Linked DNA regions of Mus musculus: region 1 is linked to region 2. The links are chromatin contacts, called in public HiChIP or PLAC-seq maps. All regions are on one chromosome and are shown on one strand. Each heading gives the region's core, a stretch centred on a gene start, on an enhancer-like site or on the middle of the called end of the contact. The rest is flanking DNA. Distances are from core to core; before and after follow the strand shown. Region 1 overlaps Gm39344 (a long non-coding RNA gene). Region 2 has its middle 8.9 kb from the start of Cyp11a1.

Region 1 (3,051 bases), core at 456-2,955, 180 kb after region 2:
CACACACACACCACAGAGAAGGGAAATCTTTAGGATCTAGAGCTGGGCAAAGACTTCTCGGATTTAACAGCAGAAATAAGGAAACTCAGTCAGTTTGATCTCATAAGACATTGTAAAGGGCTTATCCTATGAAAGATTGGGCAAAGAGGATCAAAAGACAAGCTCCTGGCTGGGAGAAGACCTTTGCAAGCCGCGTGTCTAAGCGGTGTGCGGTCAGGATTTGTAAAGTGCTCTCCACGTATCAGGCTGAACACATTACAAACAATCCCATCAGGAAATGACCGCAAGCATAAGCTCAGTTTATTTTAGAACCTGTCTTTGGGGCCAGTGAGGTAGCGCGTTGAGTACAGTTCTCTGTGTACCTGACAAGCTAACAGCAGTTCCTGAAAGGTGTCCTGTGACTTCCATGTGTATGCCACAGCATATGTGTGTGCATGCTCACACACACACACACACACACACACACACACACACACAGAGAGAGAGAGAGAGAGAGAGAGAGAGAGAGAGAGAGAGAGAGAGAAACATACATCACACACACAAGATTTTTTAAAATTAAAATGATGGGATCTTGTTTGTTTTATAGCCTAGGCTGACCTTAAACTCAAGATCCTCCTGAGCACTGGGGATCATAAGCACAAAAGTGTTATCTAACAGTTTGAGCCACTGGTCAAATGAAAGTTAAAACCACAACGGGGTGCCAGTACAGACCTACCGAAATGCCTGATAATAAAAATAGTGACATTCTCAAATGCTGGCGATGATGCAGAGACACTGGATCACATCCACTGTAGCAGGTGTGACGGCAACACTCCGAAGAGATGCATGTCTTCACCAAGTATAGTGGCTCACATGTGTGGTCTCAGAATTCAGGAAGATCACAAGTCTGAGGCCAACATGGGCTACACAGTGAGTTCCAGGCCTAGGCTACACAATGAGATACTGTCTCAAATAAGTAAACAAACAAACAAACAAACAAACACAAACCAGCAAGCATAGCGGCACATGCTCTGCTCTCAACACTTGGGAGGTAGAAGCAAGAGAATAGGGAGTTCAAAGCCATTCTTAGCTTAAAAGTGGGACAAGAGATCCTTTCTCAACAAACAGCAAGCAAGCAAGCAAGCAAACAAACAAACAAACAGAGATGTTTATCAGGATTCCTGAAAGTTATAAAAGGGTTCAGATTGGGAGAAGGCGACCTTTGTGATTAAAAAATGGCTGGGCTGCCTTGATATTCTCATCGGGGAACACCAAACAACTTCCAAATGGGCTTCAAATATGAGTATCAAGTAGTGCTTTTAGGATAAAATAAGAGAATATTTTAAAGACCATAGGCAAAGATTTCCTAAATACAGGCTGAAACGGTACAAATTCAAAGGATTCATAACCAGAGTATGTAACTGACTCCTACAGTAAGAAAAAGATAACCTGGGGATGGAGATGAGTCAGTAGAGTGCATGCCTGCCCGGAGTGTACAAAGCCCTGTGCATAAAAGCCAGTTTCATCCTCAGTACTGAGTAGGGTGTGGTGGTCCACACCTGCAAACGTAGTACCAGGAAGATGGAGTGAGCTGGAGGCAGGTAGATCAGAACTGAAAGGCTATCCTTGGCTACATAGGGAGCTTGAAGCCAGCCTGCGATACATGAAACCCTGTCTAAGAAGATAAGGCTAGAAAGATGGCTCATCCCCTAAAGAAGAGCTTGTGGCCAGGCCTGCTGACATGCGTTTGATCTCCAGAACTCCCGTGGTAGAAGGAGAAGGGCCTCCAACAAGTTGTCCTCTGACACCTCTATGTGCATCATGTAGATGATAAATAGGTGTAAAAAAATGAAAAATGGAAAACAGATACAATCCAATAACAAAGGAAGACGATACTTTTAAAACATTTTTAATATTTGGTTATTTGACACAAAATCTTGCAAACTAGTTCTGTTTGGCCTTGAACAGACACTTTGCATAACAGGATGGGCAGGAAACAGAGGTCTCATGCTTCATTAGTCATGAGCTAGTGCCAATTAAAACTACAACACAGGACCGGTACCAACCTAACAGAACACCCAAAGCTCCAAGCAGATAGGAGCCGCAGTGAGGACCCTCAAGGCTGATGCAAGTTGAACTGGTAAATTCCTGAAAAACTAGGAATTCTACCGAGGCTGAGCATAGGCCCATCCTTTAGCTTCGATACTCTACTCCTACAGAAATGCATAGATCTCCCAAAAGACACAAAGAGAACATTAATAGCAGTTATTTGTAATAGCGCAAACAGAAAACAGCCCAAATGTCCTTCAACAACAGGATGGGGAAATGCGATGCAGTGTGTTCTTAGAACATCACAACAGATAGAGTGAAGAGCCGTGTGAATCCCACAGACTGCCTGCTGCGCAGTGGAAGAGGAACAGAGTGTGTGATTGCATTATGTAAAGTTCCAGTACAGGCCAAGGGACTGGGGCCAGAATTAGGGAGTAGGGAAAGAGAATAGATCAAAGTTGAGGCAGCGGCCGGGGCTGGTCAGTTTATTTCTGTTAATCTGGGTGCAGGTTGAGCATGTTTTTCTCTTTGTAGCAATGTTTTGTTTGTTTGTTTGTTTGTTTGTTTGCACATTTACTGGTTAAGGAACAATGCACCTTGTAATAGGACCTTGAGAACATACAGTGCAAAATAACACAAAATCATTGGCAATCTGTCCAGGGGAGAGTGGGTAGTGACAGGGTGGTCTCTGGGATTGAGCTCAAGGATTTGTGTTTACATGCCAAACATTTTAGTGACTTAGCGATCTTCATGGGGCCAAGACAAACATCCTTTTCAAACTCGAATAAACATTTATAGAACTTCTATATATTACTCTTTGGAATAGGTTCTAACAATCACCAACCATGTAACGAGAGATGCAACCTCTATTCTCTGACAGCAATGCATTGAGATTAAAGACATGATTTTAAAGTGACAGGAAAAGTATACATTTAAAAATGTAAAAGCATGTATCTAAATTATTCATGAGCCCAAGAACAAATCTTACAGGAATGAAATATTTAAGACTGAACGACAGCGCAA
Region 2 (2,911 bases), core at 94-2,593:
TCCTTCCCTCCCCCCTCTCCCCCAGTCCCCTCTCCTATCCTCCCTTCCCCCTCCCTCTTTTCCTTCCTCCCCCCCCCCCCCCGCCCCAACCCCACTCTTCTCATTTTGTAGTAGCCCAGGCTGACCCTTTTTATAGCTTTCTCTTCTTTCTGGTCAATAGCATAGAGATGGATCAGGAAGCATTGTGGATTGTGGGATGGCCTTGGAGATGCAGACAGTGTTGCAAGCCGGATGATGGCGGCTGGGCTTTGGGGACTCACCACCAGCTCTGGGTTGCCTTGGGACTTCTTTTATGCAAGAGGCAGTATACTTCAATCTTCTGTAAGCTTGGGACTTGGATTTTCTCTTTATCTATTCAAATCTTATCCCAACCAATAAAACTACTTTCTTAATAGTCCCGTCGGTGTGTGTGTGTGTGTGTGTGTGTGTGTGTGTCAATTTTTCCATAAATAGAGAAGGAAACATTTGCCGAAGACTCCACAGCTGGCAGCTGATGGATCAGTTAGACTCATGAATGTTTTGCCCTTTCTTACTGAGGTGTCTCACTGAGGTGGTCTTCAATAGGTTGAAGACCCGCAGGGTGAAGGACCCATCGAGGCTTGGTCTCAGCCTAAAAATGGTTCCTCTGAGGGAGTAACTGGCTTTGATCTCAAAAACCTGGTGTTTTGAGTTTTCTGTCTGGGAACATGCCACATATGTAGCTGTCTGCAAGTTTCTTATTACTGGAATGTCCTCATCAGGTGGAAGCCACTCAGGGCTGGTTCTCATATAGATGAGAGCTTGCTGCGCCCTGCCCTCCCCCGCCCCCCCCCCCCCCGTGCCCACTGATGGCAGTGTCCTGGGTGCCCCCCCACCCCCACCCCTGCCCCCAGAGGAGGGATGACTCTTGTAAATATCATGGGTGATTGATGTATGACTGTCACATTCATTCCCACCAGGCTCAGCATGGGACTCAAACAACAGAAATTAAGCATACTGAAACCCTAAGGAGGATGTGTCATACTACACTCTACACAACTACAAAGTGTCAAGGAAAGCCGGGCCTCTGGGGCTGGCATCTGTACACCTTTCTACAAACCGATTCTTTGTGGCTGCAGAATGGCTATTACCTTTCTGGGGCTAGTGCTCAGGTTACAAGCTTCTGTGAAGGATATCTTCAAACTCCTTGAGACTGCACCTGGGTGCCGTGGATAACAGCAGCAGGAACCTGATGGCTACAGGTCTGGAAGAGCAGCTGTCAGGATCGGGAGAAGGGATGCTGGTGGCCAACACAGTCCTGCGTTGGAAAGAGCCTAGTTTTCTCGGCTTTGTGGGGTGTGGTCCATGCTGTTCCTCTTTAGTATCTGCGACCATCTGTGCTGGCAGGTGCTTCCTGCTTTGTTATGCTTTTGTGTCTGGCTGACTACCTTGTTTCCATCCTGGCACCTAAAATTTTTAACTCCAGTAAATGAACCACTTTAAAGAACAGCAACCATTTCAAGACATGGGCATCAACCTATTAAAAACTCAGCACGGTTTTGGAAGGGCTTTGGACGGGTGGAAACACATCTTTCTGCTAAAGGAAGAAGAGCCGAAAATGTACTTGACCTTGATCACCATAGTCCTTTCCTTCGTGCAGTTGATTGGGTGGGACGGCGAGTTCACAGGCTGCATACCTGATGGTGACATCTGTGCTGTTGCTTTGTGAACTAAGACATCGTGAGCTGGTTTGAAAGTATATTGGGCTGGGCAAGTGTTAGATGAACAAGCCTCGAAAGCAAAAAGCAAAGGAGAGTGAACGGTGCATCGGCTTCCTTCTGTGTGGTTAGCGGAGTGGAGCTGTCTCACTCCTCTTCTGGACACCACCACTTCACAGAAGTGGTTTTTTTGCTGCATCCACTTTGCTGGTGATGGCAGACATTGGCGTGTAGTGTCTTAGTGTCGTCCAGTATAGGTGGGTACATGCTCAGCTGCAGCCCTTAAGTGGACCACTCCTTGGTGATTATGAATAACTTCGATCCCCCCTTCAAGGCTGATGCATTTTTACTTTTGATGACCCCCTTTACAACACTAAACCGATGAACTTTAGTAGAGTGGGTGGGTGGAGGGTCTGGACAGTTGTTGGAGCTTGCTTTAGCTAGAATGGTCTGTAGCTACTGGGAAATGTTTCTAGTTTCTGCTTCGGGGTCTGCTTGAAAGTCTGGTTTCACAAATACAGAGATCAAATTCACCACTTAATTTTTTTATTATTTATTTATTTACTCATTTATTTATTTTGAGACAGGGTCTCATCACATAGCCCTGGCTGGCCTCAAACTCATGGAGCTTTGAAATACAATCTCGAATACAGACTTTTGGAAGTTCGCCTTTCAAAAGTCCTGAAGGACTTGCTACCTTGAAGTGGTACACAGGGAAATGGAGCTTGATGCCAAGCAGTCAGATTCACCAGTGGGACAAGGGGTGGTGCTTCATAAAGATTGCTCCCTGCCTACGTCATAGGCATTCTGCTCCTGAGAGGAATGCATCTTCAGTGGCTCTCTCATCACATGGTAAACCTACCTTCCTGACAGGGTGGCTCCCTGTGAGTTCAAGGCCAGCCTGGTTTACGTAGGAGGTTGTAGGCCAGCATGGGCTACTGCGGTGAGACCTTGTCTCAAAACAAAGCAAAAACCAATCAAAGTATGCAAAACAGAACAACCTAAGGCCTAACAGCAGCAAAAGTGAGCTGCAAAATTCTCATTTCGCCAGTGATACTAGCCGTATTTCAGTCACTACAGGTACCCAAAGCCCAGCCCCACCTGACCCCCAAGAGACAGTAATAGCAGTGTCTAAGTTTCTTGTTATTTCTCCAAAAAAAAAAAAAAATGCCAATTCTGTAGCGGTGAGTGAATTCTCGGTGGTGCTGGGCTTTGGGTAGCATAGATCCTGTCAC

Evidence for each region. HiChIP or PLAC-seq counts read pairs in DNA pulled down with a chosen protein or histone mark.
Region 1: an H3K27ac HiChIP or PLAC-seq map of large pre-B cells shows a contact between it and region 2, with 2.6 times the contacts expected there. The contact joins two enhancer-like sites. A contact is called at or near these places in 2 of 39 promoter capture datasets (macrophages and neural stem cells), 11 of 115 datasets of contacts at active chromatin or transcription factors (bone marrow-derived macrophages, embryonic hindbrain, embryonic midbrain and 4 more) and 3 of 9 other capture datasets (adipose tissue, liver and pancreatic islet).

Annotation. Positions count from the first base shown.
Region 1 is chr9:58,184,881-58,187,931 of GRCm38.p6, forward strand. All of the region lies in intron 2 of Gm39344 (a long non-coding RNA gene), which reads left to right. Among named protein-coding and RNA genes, the nearest start is that of Gm39344, 12 kb to the left of the region's middle. Within about 2 kb of position 1,706, at least 6 of the 459 cell types and tissues checked have an H3K27ac peak or open chromatin away from gene starts, as enhancers often do.
Region 2 is chr9:58,004,623-58,007,533 of GRCm38.p6, forward strand. It overlaps a transcript of Cyp11a1 not described here and the pseudogene Gm17322. Among named protein-coding and RNA genes, the nearest start is that of Cyp11a1, 8.9 kb to the right of the region's middle. Within about 2 kb of position 1,344, at least 22 of the 459 cell types and tissues checked have an H3K27ac peak or open chromatin away from gene starts, as enhancers often do.